Linked DNA regions of Oryctolagus cuniculus: region 1 is linked to region 2. Evidence: chromatin contacts called from public Hi-C data. All regions are on one chromosome and are shown on one strand. The core of a region is the stretch at or near the end of the contact, and the rest is flanking DNA. Distances in the headings are between cores, read along the strand shown. Region 1 overlaps SIDT1 (SID1 transmembrane family member 1). Region 2 overlaps BOC (BOC cell adhesion associated, oncogene regulated).

Evidence for each region. Hi-C and Micro-C count contacts between places; a contact is called where the count stands out from the background.
Region 1: a contact with region 2 is called in a Hi-C map of an unstated tissue, with 3 times the contacts expected there. The contact joins two enhancer-like sites. A contact is called at or near these places in 3 of 6 Hi-C or Micro-C datasets (ear pinna, embryonic fibroblasts and an unstated tissue).

What each region holds. Positions count from the first base shown.
Region 1 is chr4:69,646,300-69,650,363 of mOryCun1.1, reverse strand. It overlaps SIDT1 (SID1 transmembrane family member 1), which reads right to left. Exons shown (of 25, transcript XM_051819041.2): 25 at 3,215-4,064. Among named protein-coding and RNA genes, the nearest start is that of USF3, 73 kb to the left of the region's middle. Within about 2 kb of position 1,368, at least 2 of the 8 cell types and tissues checked have an H3K27ac peak or open chromatin away from gene starts, as enhancers often do. A contact at or near this core is called in ear pinna, where this site is marked.
Region 2 is chr4:69,314,792-69,318,516 of mOryCun1.1, reverse strand. BOC (BOC cell adhesion associated, oncogene regulated) reads right to left here. Exons shown (of 19, transcript XM_008266939.4): 16 at 3,339-3,574; 17 at 3,118-3,194; 18 at 2,508-2,686; 19 at 785-1,534. The coding sequence ends at 1,347. Among named protein-coding and RNA genes, the nearest start is that of BOC, 77 kb to the right of the region's middle. Within about 2 kb of position 1,701, at least 2 of the 8 cell types and tissues checked have an H3K27ac peak or open chromatin away from gene starts, as enhancers often do. A contact at or near this core is called in ear pinna, where this site is marked.

The DNA.
Region 1 (4,064 bases), core at 119-2,618, 330 kb before region 2:
GAACTGATTTAGCTGGTCAATGTCAATGGCAACGGTGCCTTTGGCCACTGCTTCTTCCTGTGAGGAGTCAAGATGCTGCCTCTGGGCTGCTTCCTAAATAGGCTCAGATGTCAGGTTGGCCAACTATCAGCATGGGATGCTTGATTTTTCACATGATCAGATAGGCTGTAGATTTTAGGGGAGATGGGAAGATGCAGCTGCCACTGTTTGTGCTGTGCAGATCTGGTTGCCTGAGGTGCTTTCTTACATTGCTTAATCACATTCAGATCCGAAGTTAGGGACAGGCCGCAGCCAGACTGTACTTGTGGAGAACTTGATAGCTTCAGGGAAGTTTTATGGGAATTTATGATTTAATTAGACTAATCCCATTTTTGTGGAGTGGGGGTGCAAATTCACATTACATAAATATACATATATATATATATATATATGCCCAACCCAGCTTGATACAGGAGAAGAAAATCATTTAGCATGTTAGTGGTCCAAACCAAGTCATACTGCTTTTCTAATCTTATTTCTGGGAAAACGTAAAACATTTATCACCACTGTCTTTGTACCCTGGATGGAGAGATACGATTTCCCAGTGCAAGGCAGCCAGTCCTTCCTAAATTTGGCTGCGAGAAATGACTCCTTTCTATGACAAGAGGCCTGCACCCAGCAGCCAAGAACAAAGATGATTTCACCACTGATGGGAGTTGCAGATTCCGCCTCATCTGTTGGGCTGGCCCCAATCAGCTTGGGGAGACTTTTTGACTCCTGACAACTTTTTGAGACTCTCTTACATCCCTGTGCTTTCTTTCCATTTTTAATTTTGTTTTTGAGCCAGCAGGCTCCAAGTAGTAACCCAACACTTTATGGTATGTATATTTTAATTTAAAAGGAACCTTGGGGACCACAGCCCTTTGCCAAGTGCAATCACTGAATTTATAAAAAGGACTTTGGTTCCTAACAGTCCTCGTATGAAGCCAGCTGTTCCAGCTCAGACAGCCAGCAATGATTCAGAACTGTAGTTTTATTGGTTGACACAGAAGGTTTCACTGTTACTGCGGGTTAGTTACAGGCACATATCTTCTGAAATTTGCAAAAACCTTCTCTTTTTGGTAACACTTTCAACAATTCCACGCAGTGTGTTTTGCCTCATTAGTTCCATGCACAGATAAAAATTCAATCTTCATTGGGAGCACAATGTGTCTTCCCTTTCTCTGGTCTCGTTACCCAGACTACTCCTTTTGTACCTGCTAGTCCAGGTTTCTGCTCCAGATGCCTCACCTAGAAAACAGCCACTTCTGTCAGTTTCACTTTCCCATCTGCTACAGGGGGATAGCAGTCCTGGTCCTGACTTTGGAGAGGCGAGTCGGGATTGGACACAGTAAAGTACGTAACCCCCCGGCAGAGTGCCTGCTGATGAACATTTGCTGTTTTGCTGATCGGTTCAGCCAATTTAGTGCCCTAACCTTGGAGGTGGGAGTTGAGGAAGATCCCACTACAAGAGCAGACAGGACCTCGACCACGCTGGCCCTTGGCAGAGGGAGCTGTCGTTGCTGAAGGTCCCAAGCTTTAGGGAGAGGATTCCTGTTTCTTCAAGAGTGGATTAAAGGGACCCTCACTCCGACCACCTGGATCTCTGCTCTCTGCTGGGATGAAAACTAGGCCTTTCATTTTTCTCGTGAGAACTGGAGGCTGCCGGTTCAAAGCATATCTGTTATTTCTGTGCCTGTCTCCTTTTATCTGTGAGGACGGTTACGTTTCTCCTCTGGTATGACAGGCCAGGCCGGCTAACACAATGGAAGCTTCCCCCTGCGTGGAAATAATGGTATTTTCAAACACTGCCTGCAGTTGTCGTCAATGCCAGCCCAGTGGACCCCAAGGGGCTCTTTCTTTTTGCTTTCGGTCTGCCTGAAAATGAACAAAATCAAACCCATAAATCCGCATCAAAGCTTGTCCCTCCTCCTTTGGTCTAGTTCCCTTTTCCCAGTGCATTTTATAGTTCGCACTAAAATGACATTTTGTAGGCTCTATCCATCATTTGTGCCACCAGCACTACTGCCCAGGACTTTTCATGAGGTTAAGCGACGTTCTTTTCCCTTCCAGTTTGCCCCTTGCTTTTAAAAAGCTATTTTATTTTTCTGGCCGGCGCCGTGGCTCAATAGGCTAATCCTCCACTTGCGGCGCCGGCACACCGGGTTCTAGTCCCGGTTAGGGCGCCGGATTCTGTCCCGGTTGCCCCTCTTCCAGGCCAGCTCTCTGCTATGGCCAGGGAGTGCAGTGGAGGATGGCCCAGGTGCTTGGGCCCTGCACCCCATGGGAGACCAGGAAAAGCACCTGGATCCTGGCTCCTGCCATCGGATCAGCGCGGTGCGCCGGCTGCAGCGGCGGCCATTGGAGGGTGAACCAACGGCAAAGGAAGACCTTTCTCTCTCTGTCTCTCTCTCTGTCCACTCTGCCTGTCAAAAATAAAAAAAAAAAAAAAAAAAAAAAAAAAAAAGCTATTTTATTTTTCTGAGATTTCATTATTGTTTACAGCCCTTATCTCTACTATTGAGGTACAATGCTTTATTCTTACTAAAAAAACAAAAAACAAAAAACAAAAAACAAAAAAAAAAACAACTTAATTGAGAGACAAACATACACACATGGTGGGAGAGAGACAGAGGACAGAGTATTCACCCATTCGTTTACTCCCCACCCTCCAAATTCTCCCCACAGACAGGGCTGGGTGATGTCAAAGCCAGGAGCCAGGGACTCAATCCGGTCTCTCACATGCGGAGTCAGAGACAGACCACATAAGCCACGTGTGCTGCCTCCCAGGGTTGCACTAAGCAGGAAGTTGGAATGGGAAGCAAAGCCAGAACTCAAACCTAGGTACTTCGATATGGGATATGGCATCCCAAGTGGTGTTTTACCCAAACCCTTAACTTATGTAACTCAAAGAAGCAGTTATCTTTCCCTCCACGTACCAATCCCAGATCATTTGTCCTCTTGTTCAAAATCCCTTTCCTATCTATAACTTTTAGCAGTGGTTCCCTTCCCCTCCCTTAGACTTTCAGAAAAAAATACTACTGCTTGAACCTGACCCTCAACTAAGTTTCCATTCAGTCTTCCTGTCGTTCATTTATTATTCTTGCCTCATATCAGCTTCCCTTTTCACTGCTCCATCCATATGCTTATTACATTGTTGTGATACTTGATCATTAACTAGAAACTCTCAGACACATTGAGGGTAATTTTTTTTTTTTATTTGACAGGTAGAGTCATAGGCAGTGAGAGAGAGAGACAGAGAGAAAGGTCTCCCTTCCGTTGGTTTACTCCCCAAATGGCTGCCACGGCCGGTGCTGTACCGATCCGAAGCCAGGAGCCAGGTGCTTCCTTCTGGTCTCACATGCAGGTGCAGGGCCCAAGCACTTGGGGCATATTCCACTGCCTTCCCGGGCCACAGCAGAGAGCTGGACCGGAAGAGGAACAATCAGGACTAGAACCCAACACCCATATGGGAGGCCGGCACCGCAGGCAGAGGATTAACCAAGTGAGCCACGGCACTGGCCCCTGAGGGTAATCTCAAAAAAATCTGTTTCTTCTGAGTCACCCACTCCTGAGAACTAGCACCCTCTTCTCTGGCCAGATCTCAGGCAGGGTCCCACTAATTACTTCACTGCCCTGTTTAGTTTAGTAATAGAACAGGGACACACACGTGGAGCAAGGCTGCCCCTCCCAGAAGAGTCTCTTATTGGAGAACTACAGGGCCAAGTGTTCTTTCTGGGAATTTGGCTGTAGGGGAGACGCTCTGTTGTATTAGCAATTAGGGCTTTATCTCTAGGGGTGGATATTGCTGATAATTATTTGGATTTTATTTTTTCTGCTCTGCACCTAATGATAAGATTCTTATTAGGCTATTTTCTTCTGATAGCTCTTGACCTGCTTATAATGAACAGATTATTGGTTCATGTCCATCTTGCCGATTGCACAGTAGACCACACGATGGAATAGACTGTGTGTTTTGTCCATGGCTGTGTCCCAGTTCCTTACAGTATCTGGCCCAAATATTTCTTGAGTATTGCCTGGCCCTG
Region 2 (3,725 bases), core at 452-2,951:
GTACAGGAGTCTTGCGCAGCAGCTGCCCTTCTTCTTCTGGCCAGCAGAGGGCACACTTGTCCTAAACAGAGTCTGACCCAATTCCTGGAGCAGCCCTAGGATCCCTTTGTCAAATTCATTCTGGTTAGAAGCCAGGGCCTGGCATGCCTCAATGAGATTGTCTCAAGTGGCATTTCATCTCTAACTCAACCTCACTGAAATCTAGAAAACTGACCCTGCCCTGAAAACTCAGTTAAAGTATACGAAAACTGTCGCGGCAAGCCCCCGGCGCCATCAAGTCCAGTTCCACATTTAAAGGTTTTTAGTTTTCAGCCTATAAAAGAAAGCTCTGGTTGATCCTTTAGCTGGCCAGCAGTGAGTGTTGATTTTAAACCAGTGAGTCAACCGCCCCGGCGATGCCGGCCTATCTCTGGAAACAAGGGGCGTGAGCTGCCTGGGCACCACCTGTTCACGTGCAGCCCGGCCCTTAGGCAAACAGCAGCTCGGAGGAAAGATGTGGATTGAATACACACACCTATATATAAAGGATTGGTTTCATTCCTTCAATCTGATCAGAGCTCCCCCACAAGAGAACCAGGAATCTGCTGTTCCTTGCCCATTCTACAGAACGCGTTAATCAAAACACAACAGACAACGTCTGAAAAGACAAAACAAAAAAATGCAAAACGTTTTCGCTGACTTCTCCAGATGTCATCACTGAATGGATGGGTATTCTCTTCAATCCTCAAAGACTGAATTCCATCGTCTCAAGAAAATGCTGACTCATAGATGACTAAGCTGAAGGTTACAGGGAAGACTAAATATTTATTTAGAAGTTACAGTGTTTGTTTTTACAGAGATATGTTGTCACAGATTACTGATGCTGGAAGGTCTGTTAATGCTTATGGTGCTGTACACATCGCAGTCTGGTCTCCTGGCGTCTCAGGAAAGCGTTTCCTGTAGCACAGATGCAGCCATCTTCGGGGGTCTGTCTCCAGACTGTGGTTCTTGCTCTTCCCTCGTGGCGGTCAAGTGCAGTGTGCCTAGGAGTCTTCCTTTCGTCCGCTGGGCTGTGGGCCTCCTGCCGCCTCCCAGGCAGCCGGCAAAAGTCCTCAGCAAGGAGTCCGTGCTCTGGCCATCGCCATTACTCTGTCCTGGGTGACTCCTGTCCTGCTGAGGTTCGTTTCCCTCTCGTGCTTCAATGGGAAGGATGCCTTATGTCTCTCCAGAATTATAAAAACACATATACAGTTATTTACAAGTGCATAAATATATAAATATGACTATAATAGAAAAATAAATACCAATTTTTCTCTGTCTCTTTAAAAAAAAAAAAAACATAGTCTTTCTGGGATATCAGCTTCTGCCTAAACTGTAGGAGGCGGCGTTTCAAAAGACACATGCACCGTTGGGCTGGCGGAGCGCCGCATCCCAGGTTCCTGTCCTAGGTAGGACCCCGTGGGGTGCTGGGGACACCAGTCTCCTCCACCCACTTGGCAGATGTCAGGACTGTCCACCTCTTCCACGGGTACCAGGCCCAAACAGCACGGGGTCCCTGTGGGGGAGAGAAGGTGGGAGCGTTATTAAAACCCAGACTGACCAGGAAACCAACTCATGGTGGCAATGGGCCAGTCTGTCTGGTGGCAGCTGGTTATACTGGCCCAAAGGGAGGGAGAGAACCTACAACCAAGTGCAGGCATTCATGGAGAGGGCCACTGGCTACACTCGTCCCACCCACCTGGGACCGTGGAGGCTCCCAAGCACTCAGCCTGCCCCCGAGGGTTCAGGCTGCTAGTCATAACCATCACACCCACAATTCACTCCCTGCAGACTGACGTGCGGCTGGGGCTGGCTCTAGGAGTCTTTCAGAATCTAACTTCCCAGAGATCGGGCCTAGGATCTGCACGGGAATGGACGTGCACACCACACAGACTGAGAAACATCAGCAATCCTCTGAACCAGCCTCGGTCCTAACTGGGCACCCACGGATTTCCAAGGGGACCAGAGGACCAGAGGTTGGTGCTGGGGGGAGGGACAGGAAAGGCCCTGAGCCCCTCGGAGAAGTTCTGTGCGTGCACAGAGCTCTGATGATGCTGTTTGTGAGAACTTGGCTCCTTAACGACTGATGCAATCTTATTCCTTAATTAAGAGACAAGACCCAACAGAGCAAGTGATTAGAGAATGCTTCTTGGTGACGGGAGGCGAAAGGAATTTGTGAATGGCCTTGAAATGCAGACACAAAACAGGCTCCTATCCCTGGCACGGGGAAGTGGCCCTTTCCTTGGCCTCTGAGGGCCACGGATTACAGCGCTGCAGGATCCACCTGGTGTGCCCACAGACCTTCCGCAGCCAGGGGAGTGGCGAGCCTCCCCCACCCCCGCTCCCCTCCACACTGGAGCAGTGGATTGCCCCTCAGCACGCCCCACTTTAGAGACTGCTCGCTCCTCGCCTCTACTGCTGGGCCATGAATGCCGACCTCAGGTCATCCCCAACCTGTTCACTTTTGCTGCCCGGTCCCTGGCCCTGACCTGAGTGAAATGCAGGGTCCCACGGCGCCTCCAGCCCAGGACCGTCGGGTGCACTCCTCACGTGTGACCGGCCCGTGGCAAGAGGCTGTTCCTGGAGGTGGGGCTGCAGCAGCTGGTGAGCTGAGTCATCAGGCAGTGTGTATAAGAATGCGCCCTCGTCTGGGTGAGGCGTGGGGCCCCTGCGTTGCAAAAGACCAGACGGCGCGGTGAGGCGGGGACAAAGTGGGCCAGCGCCCTGCGGCATCCCCACGCCTGCCCTGGCCGCGGGGCGTCACACCATCAGTTCCACCGACCCTGCTGGCGCACTGCCATTTCATTCTGCAGGGGGAGCTGTGGAGGCGGGTGTCCAGGGGCCCCAAGTTGGTTGTATGTGGGCATCTCCGGCCCACCCAGCGAGGGAAGGATTCGGAGGCCAGGTCTCAGGTGGCAAGGGGATCCTAACCACAAGCACAACACTTAGTGCTGAGGGGCACAGCCTGGCGGGAGGATGGCGGTCAGCCTCGGGGGCCACCAAGACAAGCAACAGCACTCGGTGCTTGGCGAGGGGCTACAGAGAGGTGGGACTCCGAGGCTAGCAGGTGAGAGGCAGGGAGGGGCGGGGCCCGCTTACCTGGCCAGCTGGTGGCTTTGGGAGTCGTACACAGTGCCAAGAAGGGTCTGGCTCAGCAGGCTGTTGGTGTCATCTTGCTGCTCAAAGGCAAGAGTAACCCAGGGGTCACGGCGGGGCGTCCCATCACGATCCGCAGCTGCCTGGCGCCCCAAGCGGCAGCCCAAGAGACCCCTCGGGCCCCGCAGCTGCCAGCCACTCCCTGAACCCTGGGAGCCCGTTACCTGCTGAAGCTCCCCTGGGCAGTGCTGCTGAGGCTTCGTGCCGGGGTAGGCCGCGGGCCCGGCGGGGCAGCCCCTGCTCACGTGGACCCTGCCGCCACGGGCCTGTCCACTGAGGCCACTGCCATAGGGCTGAGCGTCGGCTCGGTGGCCCGGGAGTCCTCCGAGCGGCACCATGGTGTACTGGCAGGAGGAGGCCAGCAGGGCACTTCGAGGGAAAGCCAGGTCTGTGGTATGTTCTGTCAGGACAAGAGGACAGAGGCCGGCTTGGACCAAGGAAGCCGTGCACACGAAGCCAGGGAACCACTGGCCACACGGGGTCGCGGGCTGTTGGCTGGGAGCCGGCCTTGCCTGAGGGAAGGATCTTTCTGTCCCTGTTTCTTCCTAACA